2 separate regions of the Ovis aries genome follow, and region 2 is linked to region 1. The links are chromatin contacts, called in public Hi-C maps. All regions are on one chromosome and are shown on one strand. The core of a region is the stretch at or near the end of the contact, and the rest is flanking DNA. Distances in the headings are between cores, read along the strand shown.

Evidence for each region. A called contact is a pair of places that touch in the nucleus more often than the background predicts.
Region 2: a contact with region 1 is called in a Hi-C map of skin fibroblasts, with 2.0 times the contacts expected there. The contact joins the enhancer-like site here to the promoter of LOC114115898 in region 1. A contact is called at or near these places in 2 of 16 Hi-C or Micro-C datasets (muscle and skin fibroblasts).

The regions. Positions count from the first base shown.
Region 1 is chr7:95,232,129-95,238,151 of ARS-UI_Ramb_v3.0, forward strand. It overlaps LOC114115898, which reads left to right and starts at 4,557. Exons shown (of 4, transcript XM_060418702.1): 1 at 4,557-5,002; 2 at 5,889-6,023. The coding sequence starts at 4,557.
Region 2 is chr7:95,294,952-95,300,878 of ARS-UI_Ramb_v3.0, forward strand. All of the region lies in intron 3 of LOC114115898, which reads left to right. Among named protein-coding and RNA genes, the nearest start is that of FLRT2, 37 kb to the right of the region's middle. Within about 2 kb of position 3,385, at least 3 of the 54 cell types and tissues checked have an H3K27ac peak or open chromatin away from gene starts, as enhancers often do.

The DNA.
Region 1 (6,023 bases), core at 3,307-5,806:
TTCCCCAAAGCCATAGAGTCTAATCTGGGGTCTGGTCATGAGAAAACATCAAACAAACCCAGACTGAGAGACAGAATAGCTGACTTACTCATTCAAAACTCTCAGGGTCATGAAAACAATGAAAGAGAGAGCAACTGAGCAGAGCACAGGAGATGCGATTGCTAAGGGCAACGTGGTAACCTAGCGGAGATTCTGAAACAAAGGACATTAGTGGGAAAACTGACGGAATAGGAATGAAGTCTTCAGTTTAGTTAGTAGCAACGCAACAGTGTTGGTTCTTCCTTTTGATAAATGGGCCAAGCTGATCTAAGACGAAAACATCAGAGGAAACTACCTTTAACTTGATGTACCTTCCCTATGTTCTGAAGGCTGACGCTGTAGGATATAATGATACTACTGTTACCAACAACAGCAACTGAAATTTCTGAAGCACTTTCACAAACACTGACTCATGATTTGACAATATTATAAGGCTGGTAGAACAAATGTGATGTCCATTTCATAAATGAGTGGACAGTGGCTTGAAGCTGAATTTACCCAGGATCAAAAATTTTAGTGCCTTTGGGCTTAAACCATGATCTTATGAATCCAAATTCTACGTTATCTTTACTTTAACCAAGTATCAGAAAGAAAAGTTAATGCACATGTGCAGAGGAGGAGGGAAACAGAAACGTGGAGAGGAGGCACTGAGGGATTTGAAACGATTAAGTTTCTATTGAAAACTCTACTGGAGATTCAAGTCCTAAGTACAATTAACGCTTTCTGGTTTTTGAAGCTCACAAATTTGTTTTTTGCTTTCTCTCCGTCTCTATACTTGTGTATTAGTGATAGTTTCTCTATAAAAATAACCTAATTATCACAGTTTTGTGAGTCTGCAAAACTACTATACTCTGGAGCCCCTGAACCACATTAACTGTTCTTTTACTTTGCTTCCTCTGGCCTCACCATCATACTTTTCTAGAGCTGACTCATGGGTCATGTGCCTAAGAAATTTCATATATTTGGTGTGGTATTTTCCATACTTCATTTTCCTTGTCTGGATTACACAACAGCACCAGCAGTCTTTAATGGGAGTATGCTCACAGGACAGTCTCTTCTTATACTTTAGAAACACCACTCGTCTGTATGCAAATTCTGGACATCTGCAAGCATCCCCCTCTCCCTTTCTCAGTCTCATTCATTTTCCAGCAGCATCCATCAGAAAGTAAAACCTGGACAGGCTTCCGTTTGCCTTGAAACAAAAATGCATCCTTAAAGATGAAATCATTATACTGTCATATCACACGGAGGCTTTCAAAGAACCTCCTGCGGATACTTGTGTTCACTCTCACACACGGAGATGGCTGTTTAAAAGCAGGTCGATGAATACTCTTCCTAAACTGTGGTCTCCCGAGTTGCTGCTGCAGCCTGAGGAATTATTCCTATGCTTTGCTGCCACCTTGGCAAACTAGAAGGATTTACAACGGAATTCTGTACCCAGCGGGCTGGAAACAGCGTTCCCATTGACGAGGCGGGCTGGCCTGGCTCAGAGAGGCGGTTGAAACGGCCTTTATGCAGCAGAGAGAAACTGGGAACATCTATCCTCCGGTGGATTTCCTCTATTTAAAATAACTCGGGTTCGGCAAGATTCAAGTGTTCTTCTCTGAATGGCTTTTAAAGACTCGGTCTCTTCAGTTCGAAATGGAGATGGGGAAGGAAGGAGTCGGTTGGGGACGGCTGAGTGTGCGCTCTGAGTGGCCCTTTGGAGGCCGACGCTGACAGCGAGGCGCTCTGTTCCGTTTTCTCTCGTCTAACCTTCCATTTCGCCTCCATGGGATTGCTCGCCTCCAACTTCAGTTAACTTCTTGGGAGTCCGGAGCACTTACTGGAAGATGTTTACAAAATGCGAAGCATCTGGGTGGCCAAGGCGGAGGCTCATATTCCCTTTTTATAGCTTCCAAAGAAACTGGGGAAATAAGCATTAAAATCCGGGTTCTTAAATTTGACTGCTTTCCACTTCGGGACTCATATTTTTTGCATCGTCATTCTCTTCCGTGTTTGCCTTGTTGATTCCATTCTAAGGCGCGGGCTCTCTGTGTGTCTTCCCCCGCCCCTCACCTCTTTCCCCATTCAGGTCTCAAAAATCCCTTACCACTCCCCCGCCCCGCGCCCGGCTTCCGATCTCTTAATCTTATTTGAATATGTTGTGGTCTCTGAGCTGCTGCAGACACTGGGTGGCTGGGAGACCCCTTTCCTTGCGGCTTCTTTTCAATTTGCCGTGAGTGGGTGGATGCCTTCTACAATCCGTCTCGCACACGCCAAACAGTTAAAAAGCCGGAGTCAGAAGGAGCAGAGAGTTCCACAACTTCAAAGCACGGTCTAGGAAAGGAAATAATCCTGGGGTCCCGAGTAGGAGAGGGGAGGGGGCAGGGAAAAAAAAAAAAGGAATAAAACCCAACTTCGCTGGCAACTCCAATAAATCTAGTAACTGTTGGCAAAAAAAAAAAAAAAAAAAAAAAATTCCGAGGGAGGGCTGGGTCTGGTCCGGATGAAACGCTAGGGCTCCTTCCCATGCCGGAGACGGGCTCTGGAAGCCTGCCACTGGCGTCCTGCCACGCGAGTGCCCCCAGACAGGAACACACCCACTGGAAACGCACGTGAACAAAGCTCGCTGCCCGGCAGCCGCCGCCTGCGGTTTCCTCGTGGATCACAGCTTCTCCAGGGAGGAGAGCAGGGCGCGCACAGGGTTAAGTTAGCTCCCTCCCCGGGAGAAGGGACAGGCGGCGGAGAGGGAAGGCGGCTCTCAGTCCAGGCCGGGTACCTGCGAGTTAGTTGTACGTTCGAAACCCTTCGCGGTCGCTTGCGAGGGTGATATCTTCCAGTCTCACCGCGAAGGAACCAGGGGGCCTGGAGAGCATTCCAGCGGCCGGGCGGTCCCCGCCCCGGGGGGGTCTCTGGCCTGCGGTCCCGCGCGTCCAGGAGCCGAGACGCGCCAGCTCCGCGCCCACCGCCGCGTCCGCCAGCCCAGGGATCGGGTTGGCAGTTCTCAACGATGGGCAGGAGGGACCTTGGCGGCGACCCCTAAAATAATACCATGCCCCGGGAGCCCCGCTGCTGTGGAGCCAGCTCCTTCCCTTCCCACCTCCCTGACCCTGTCGGATTCGGATGAGCGCAGTGCGAGGAGCTGCGGCCGCCAGGTAAAGGGGCTGAGGTGCCAGGTGGACTTTGCCAGAACCGACCTGGCTGCCGCTCTGCCAACACCACGGTCTCTTAAGGGGGGTTGTAATTATTATTATTTAATCCGCTGGGGGTGATCTTTGGGGTAGCATGCTTTAAGCTTTATCTTTCATCCACCGAAAGAACAGACTGCTTAACTCTCCCCCGATTTCAGAGAAGAGAAATCTAGCTGCAGGTCGAACCTCCCTCCTCTAAGGAGTTTTCTAACTGAGCTCTGGGTCAAGACGCCAGTGAGCTAGTCCCCCCGGAGCATCGATCCTAAATTGGGGTTTCTAGATCCACTAAGCTTGCCTGAATCCAACCTCTCATTTCCCCAGGATGAACGCTAACTTCTGAGAGAGCAACGCTCCCCTAGGCCCCCACCCCTGCACACGCTCCATCTGCTGGTACTGTCACCAGCGTTATCATCAAGCGGTTGCATCTACAACCACCAGCTTGCCCCCTGCCCGCAACCGGGGATCCATGAGTGGCTAACAAGATGCGGAGGGTGCTGGTTCGTTGGGCCACAAGTTACTCCCCCGCCCCCCCCGCCCCCGGCCCCAACACCTAACCAAGTCTTTCTCCAGCCGTGCGGACTTCATCGGTCTGGCACTGAGTTCCCTCCAGCGCGTCTTCTAGGCGCGCCAGTGGGGACGGCGAAGGCGGGAGTAGCCCACCGAGCTAAACTGGGATTGCGTTCCCGACTCCGGGTGCGCGGAGCGCGGGGAGGGGAGCAGTTAACGCCTCCCAGCACTGGGTTGAGAGGCGAATCGGACAGCGAGGAGCTTGCGAGTGGAGCCTCGCCAGCCGCCACCGCGCCCCAGCCTGGAAAGATGCCTCCTCCGCCACGCCGACCGGTCTCGGGCTTGTCCCCGCTCTTTCAGCGCCGGCGCGATCACTTCTCATTTGTAATCAGGCCCAAGATCAAGGTTGCCGGTTGAGGTCGGGACAATAACCAGGGAAAGGAAGTATCCGGAGAGGGTGCCTGGGGCGGGCTGAACCCACACTTGATGTCCAGTAAACTCCTGGAGCGCCTGGGGCTCCGGCCGGCGGCGGCGGGGGGTGGAGGAGGAGGCCACCGCTGCTGTGGTCTGTGGGGCTCTGATGCTGGCACCTCCCAGCAAGATGGCACTCACTGTCAGCCGTCGTCCACTTAATTCCCCCAGCCAACCCCCAACCCGGGATGTGTATGAATCACACACTGAGTTTGGGGGAAGAGAGCGGCTTTGTCATCTGTAAGGCAAACGCATTTTACGGGGCCACCTTCTCAGAAGGCAACGCGAGAGCAGCGGCCCGCGGGCACGACCTGGGGTCGTGTGTGCGTGAGTGTGTGAGCGCGTGTGCCAGCGTGCGTCTCGAGCATGCGTCTGGGTGGATCTCGGCGCGGCTTCTGCTTGAGAGGCACATTGGGCCTTCCTCCAAGCCTGCTAAACTCGATGGAGGCGCTCACGAAACGTGAAGGCGGTAGACACAACAGGGATGCGAAGGAAATAAAAACAATTAGGAGAGTGGTGCCAAGTGACTCAGACTCCGAACCGAGGACGGGTACATCAAACCCGGGTTGCCGGTGGTCACCGCCCCTGCCTAACTCTTCTGCCGCGATAGCCGAGAGGGTCCCTCGGGAGCTGTTCCTGAGCCGCCTTCTAGCTCGGGGGCTGCTTCCCGCCCGGCCCCACCGACGGCGCGTCTCGGTGCGGCCCCGCGCTTGGAGCGAACTCGTTCTCCCTCTTCTGTTCAGCTTGAGTCTCTCTCTAGACTTGTTAAAACATGACAGCAACTTACTGGAGGCAGGAGGAACCTTAATGAAGTGAGAGAAGAGAAGCAGCTTCCCCCGCCCCCCGCCCCCTCTTTTCCAAGAGAGACGTGGACCTGGTTTTCTTACATTCCTCTTTAACCTTTGCAAAGAGATCGCCGAGTGGAAACTGAGTCTGTATGCAAATCAAGCTTTTTTTTTTTTTCCGCTGTCAAACCTGTTCCCTAAACGATGCGTCTGAAAGTGGTCGTTGCTTGTCATCTGTGGGGACGACGAGCTCCTTCAAGCGGCCAGGGTGCAAGGAGAAAATGGGGGTGTTTGAATTAATTAAACTTTGGATTATTTCCCGGTTAAATTATTTAAGAAGATCGGGGATCAGGGAACTAGGGGTGGCGTAGGGGGCAACTCACCAAGGTTGCCTGCATTTGAAATTACGCCATCTTGGTTGAAAGATGTTGTATTTTTTACCCTCTAATCTCCCGTTTCGATCATTCCTCAGCGTCTAAATCCTAGATCAGCTGGTTTAGAAGGACCACGCCGGGCGAGCAAGGAGGGAAATCAAGTTTCGGCCGTTCCGACGGTGGCCACATCCTTCAGAGATGGGGTGGGAGGGTGCAGGGGAGAGAGGGAACCGGGAGGGCGGGCGCCGTCCGGGCGGCACCCGTGGGGTTGGCCCCTGAGCTCGCCGTGCCACGCGCTCCAGGGAGGACAGGGTTAACGGCCGCGGCTGACTTTGCCTCTTGGAAAGCTTGGGGTTGCAGCCGCGCCTCCCGAGCATTCTTTAAACCAGAAATGTGGGAGGGACTCCGAGAGGGTGGGCGGGGGGGTGAGAGGGAGGGAGAGAAAGAGGACTCGAGGAGGGGAGCGCGCCAGAGCGCCGGGGACCGAGGCAGAGGAGGAGCGCGGCAGCGGCGGAGGCGACCCCGCGAATTCCTTCCAGTAAACACCTCCTGGGGGTGTCCGGAGGGCTGGGGGTGGGCGCCGCGGCGCCTACATTAGCCCGGCCGGGCTGCGCCCAGGCGGCAGTCGGGTCGGAGCCGCCGCCGGACTCAGCGCCCCGCGCGCTCCGCGCTGC
Region 2 (5,927 bases), core at 2,135-4,634, 62 kb after region 1:
CCAGCAATTATAATCTCAGTATACAGAATCATTGTGTGTGTGTGTGTGTGTGTGTGTGTGTGTGTGTGTGTGTTATAGGTATGAGTGCATACGTAGTGGGTATTTTATTCAGTGTTCTGGATTCTGCAATGTTAAAGTTCGTTGAGATCGAGGATGTGTGGATTTTATTCATTTTAGAATGAGAATACAAAGGCATATACATTTTCCTTTCTTGATGTTCTTTAGGTGTACCAGTGCTTCAGCTTGCTGATAGTGATAATGATCGCAAATATTTTTACGTTATCTGTCTTCTTGGCATTAGTTCTACATGCCACACACATACCAATATATTCCTGCACATATATGTTATGTGTTATATATATATATATATATATATATAGCATATACGCATATATGATTTATTTAATTATTTTTACGGAGGAGGAAAATGAGGCACAGAGAGGTTAGTAACCTGTGCACATACCACACAGCTTCTAACAGCAGAGCCCAGCTTCAGCCCCAGGTGCTGTGGAGCCTGAGCTTTTTATCTGTTCTGCTCATTGCACTGATAATACTGGTGTAAGAAACAGTGATCAAGGAGCATGAAGTTTCAGTTACGCAAGATGAGTAAGTTTTAGTCCTCTGTTTACAGTATGGTGTCTGTATTAACAGTTGCTGCATTTTGTACTTTATTTGCTGAGAGTTATCTTGCTAAGTGCTCTTACCACAATAAAATAAAATAAATGAAATTACATAATGTCCCAAAGCAGCATTTTACAATCTTGGTAAAACTCATCTTTATGTGTCAATCTTTCCACAGTTTAGGAATTGGAAATATGATGTTCATTATATATACCTATATATTTATATATAGCCATATGTGTGGGTGTCAAAGTAAAAGGAGGTTTTTGTTTAATTAAAAAAAAAAAATTTGAAGCTAGAACACCAGTAGGCAAATTCTCATGGGCATGGTAGACATGGCATCAGTTTAGTAATGACCCCAACATTTATATAATTGGGCCATGGTATTTCTCAAAGTCAGAAAAAATGTTCAAATCCAAGAAATCAATGCAGAAAGGTAAGCTGGTTCTTATGGAATTTAGATGAGTCAAAGATATTCCCAGGTAGCATGTGAATGTTAAAGATAGTACCGGTTTTCATTTTTGAGTTGACTTTCCTTTATAGATTAGAATTCTCCAGTTTGGCTATAAGCAAATCTACACTATGTTATATAGGCAAAAGCTTATTTGCTATTTGACCCTTGTTTGTGTGTTCGAAAAGGTTCCCAACTGGAGGTTTTAAGAGATAATTCAAGTGAAGTCCTTCATTCTGTTATTGGAATGTTCAGAGAACTGGAAGTATTTGTAACCGTCAAAGGAGGAAGTTCACTTTTACTTTGTTTTCAAAATGATATTAAGAGAAAAGCACGGTTACATTCACTCAGCATTTCAGGACATGGGCACAAGTAACCCAGCCTTGAAGCTGCTTTGTCATCTAGCTTGTATCTGGCAAAGGAATGAAAAGTAGCAGACCTCCTCTTGGTCTCTAATCGTCGCTGGCAGCAGACACCAGGGTGCCAGCAGCGCCAAAGGATTCCCCAGGAAGAGCTGCCTCTGCTGTCCGAGATTTTCCAGACTTGCTTTGTTTGCTCGTTTGACATATAATCTTGTGGTTTCTGGCCGCTTTCACCACCTAAAGCAGAAAAACATATTCGATTCTTAGGTCTAGCTCAGCTTCTAACTGTTTCAACAAATTAAAGGACTTGACTGTGGCATTTTTTTTTTTAAGTGAACACTTTGCTGTTACTCAAACCCTACCATGGGTTCCGCAGACAAATGCAAGCTGTCTCTTTAGATGTGGTCACAGCTGACAGTTCAAAAGAATGAAATCAAAACCCTGAAGACTTGAACTAAAAAAAAAAAAATCATTCTTGGAATAAAAGCTAGGATTTCAAAGATGATATTAAAATGATAATAATTTTACACATCCTCGTTTAGCATAAATTTCTCCTGATGAAACACTCCCCACAAAACTGTAAGGCTGTGTTGTCTGAATCACCCTTTTAGGGAAATCTCTAGAACTTTCACAGGGTAAATGATGAGGAATGTTCTGGGGGATTGATTCCATTATAGTTTTTCTTATTGGTGGGGATGGGATTAAATTAAAATAGTCTAGACTGAACCAAATGAGACTGTTTGATTCTGAATTTTATTTTTTAATACTATCATTAAGCTTAAACTGTTGCATTATTCTGGTGCCCACATATTTTTCTTTCTTCACGTGCTGTTACATGAAGTGACATGGGCTTATTAACAAAAAATAATTTAAAAATACTTTCAGTTCTCTAGACATTCCAATAACAGAATGAAGGACTTCACTTGAATTATCTCTTGCAGTAGCTCACCCATCCATCAAGGTAGGGACTGCTGTATTATTAATAGTATTATACAGATAAAGAGACTTGCATTTCCCGAAGTTCAATAACTTACTCAATGTCGTGTCACTCGTTCAGGGTTTCTCCACTGCAGCTGTATCTGCAGTTTGAGCTGAAATTAGCTCTCCATTGTGGGAAGCTGCCTCTGCCTTCTTGGAGACTGAGCAACATCCACGGTCTCATCCACCGTCTCTTCCCACTAAATGCCAGCTGCAGCCCTAACCATGACTAGTAAAAAGTCTCTAGTATTGCCAAACGTCCCCTGGGAAGGGGGGCAGAATTGCCACACTGAGAATCACTGTACTAGTTACGTGGCAGAGCTTGGGGATATTTTAGACGGATTCCCTCCCTCTCAACTCTTCTTGGGCCTCCCTGATAGCTCAGTTGGTCAAGAATCCGCCTGCAATGCAGGAGACCCCAGTCCCATTCCTCGGTGAGGAAGATCCCCTGGAGAAGGGATAGGCTACCCACTCCAGTATTCTTGGGCTTCCCTTGTGGCTCAGCTGGTAAAGAATCCGCCTGCAATGCGGGAGACCTGGGTTTGGTCCCTGGGTTGGGAAGATCCCCTGGAGAAGGGAAAGGCCTCCTACTCCAGTGTTCTGGCCTGGAGAATTCCATCCACGGGGTCTCAAAGAGTTGGACACACTGAGTGACTTTCACTTTCACTCTTCTTACCGTTGCCACGCCCTGTTCATATAGGACATAGCAACAGTGATCAGCTTCCCTTCTCTCTCCTTTCTTTCTCCTGAACACAGAGATTTAGCCCATGGCAAGTGATGGTTAGCGTCTGCTTGTTCATCCTGAGGACGGACTGAGTGCATTGACAAACGCCTTCCTGTTCTCACTGTGGGTGTGGTCAGTGTAAAACGGTGGTGGGTTTGTGCCTTGTACCAGCAACATCATACGCATAGCCGCACGCATGAAGAGCCATACAGTAAATGTTTAAGTGTCCATCTCTTGCTTGCTGAATGTGTTTGCTGAGTCAGACTTCCATCACTGGTTCCTCTGAATCACTAAGTGGCCTGCAGCAAGTCACTGAATCATTTGTGCTTCCTCTTTTTTTCTTTTTTTTTATTTTTGAGAAAATGAGAACCATCCTTCCATCACAATGCTTTTTACCTTTCTCTTTGGAGAGTGGTGTGTTTACTCCTAAACCTTTTGGAAGGAATTCTAAGACATCTGGTTCATTGAAAGGTAAATACAGTTTTTTGGAAAGGAAAAGTATATTCATTCACTGAGATAACTGACTTTCAAGATGAAATACTCCATTGGTCAGCCATCAGTACATAAAATACTTTAAGAAGAAAGCCAAGAGGTAGCCACACACACCTTTCCCAAGTTGTCGCTGGTTTCGGTTTTCTCAGGGGTAGACACTTCCTCAGGCTTTCTCGTAGCTGAGGATTTGGGTATAAATACAAAACCATTTTGGAAAAAAGTAGTAAAAGCACGCATCGGTGGTGTCTTGATGTCCGTGTCTCCGTTCATTTCACAGGAGCGGGGGGCGTGTCTTGCCCTCTTTCAGTGCCGGTGCATTTGAAGTACATACCGTCCTGTGTAAATTTATTCTCAAGGTTAGAAAGTCTGCAGTGAGAAAGTGCTTGAGGGTGTCCCTGGTGGCTCAGTGGTAAAGAATCCGCCTGCCAATGCCGGAGACAAGGGTTCGATCCCTGATCCAGGAAGATCTTATGTCCTGCAGAGCAGCTAAGCCCAGGCACCGCCACTACTGAAGCCTGAGCGTCCTAAAGCCCCAGCTCTGTAACAACAGAAGCTTCCACAAGGAGAAGCCCACACCCCCCAACTAGAGAGAGGCCCCCACTCTCCACAACCGGAGAAAAGCAGGAAAAGCAAGGAAGACCCAGCGTGGAGGAAAATAAATAAATCAATAAAAGTATAAAAAGAAAAATGCTTGCACCCTGAGGGTCTGAAGATACACAGGCAGAGGACAGACCAGACTCCCACATCTGGCTTGAAGAATGTATGGGGCGGGTTCCCATAGCTCCTAAAAGGTAACCTAGGTGAACGCTTAGGTGATGAGAAATCCTATCACCTCCAGGCTTCCAAAATAGCCATCAAATTGTTTTGGCCAGTGAGCACATAAAATAGTCAGGTGAGAATAAAGTAAATCTTTATGGATTAGCAGGCAACTCAATGTAATTCTTTTTAATTGCTTTTGATTTATTGTGTGACAAGTATACATGGGTACCTAATTTATAAATGAGGTGGAGTTTTGTTTGCTGAATATATAGCATTTTTATTGCTAATAAATATTTCATGAGCTAAACCCTGACTCTTGCGGATGTGGGAAGTAAAGGGGCAATATACTTACATAAAATGCTATATAAACTTAATATGCATTTATCTTAGCTCTTCAAACACAGTAACAGTCAAGAAATGAATGAGTCACTCCAGTAAACTGAAACAGCAAAGTAAATTGCAAATTGACTTTAAGTGTCAAATTAAATATTTCTCTACCTCTGCGTAGTAGTTGATTTCACCTTGTCTGAGATGTTTAGTTGTTAAGTTGTGTCTTTTGCGACCCCATAGATTGTAGCCTGACAGGCTCCTCTATCCATGGAATTTCCCAGGCAAGAATACTGGAGTGGGTTGCCATTCCCTTCTCCAGGGCATCTTCCCAACCCAGGGATCATGGTTGGGTCTCCTGCTTGGCAGACAGATTCTTTATTGCTGAACTCTGTCTGAGATGGGTCATTAAAAACAGATGTGATGCAAAGAAAGCAAAAATATTTTATAAGACTTTTTAACAGCAACAACAAAGTGGTAGGATAAAGATGACTTTCTGGTTTCTCAGTGTTAATCGATATATTCTGTCCTCTGATGGAGGACAAAATAGAAAAAGAAGGAGAGAGCTCTAGAGAAAGACAGAGGTGGCTCCTTTCTTCTGTGCTGCTCATACTGGTAGCTGCGTCCCTGATTTCCCGCCCAACTGTATAGGACATTGGGCTGCCAACTGTAGGACACGTAGGAGACGGAGACCGCCTCCTTCCCTTGCTTCTTCATCAGGTAAGAACTGGTACATCCTTTAACCTCCGGGATAAAAGTGCATCAGCTCTGAAAGTAAGTGGAACCTGGTGTGTACACTGAAGAACTGGTATCACTTGCTCAGTCAGAAGCTGGAGCCACATTAATTCTGCACCTGTTCTTCAGGTTGCCCTTGCTGAGTGCCGTGGGGGCTCCAGACGTGCAGAACATGCTCCATGGGCTCTCTGCAAGCACAGGGCTCTCTTTGTAGTCATTCCATACTGTTTGCAAGTTACATAAATATATCTCATAATATTTTCAAATCAGTGGGCGGAAAATACACAAAATACATTTCCATCTCCCCTACACTAAATCTCAGTACACATCTGGATAAGGGTAACTTTTTCTTTTCCTCTTATGTTTAAGAACTTTAGAAGTGATGCCTTTTCAGAAGAAAGCAGAAAAGGGGTGCTTGCCTTGAGTATGTATACTAACTCTAGATTAATGCTTAATTAATGAGTTATTAGACTTTTCC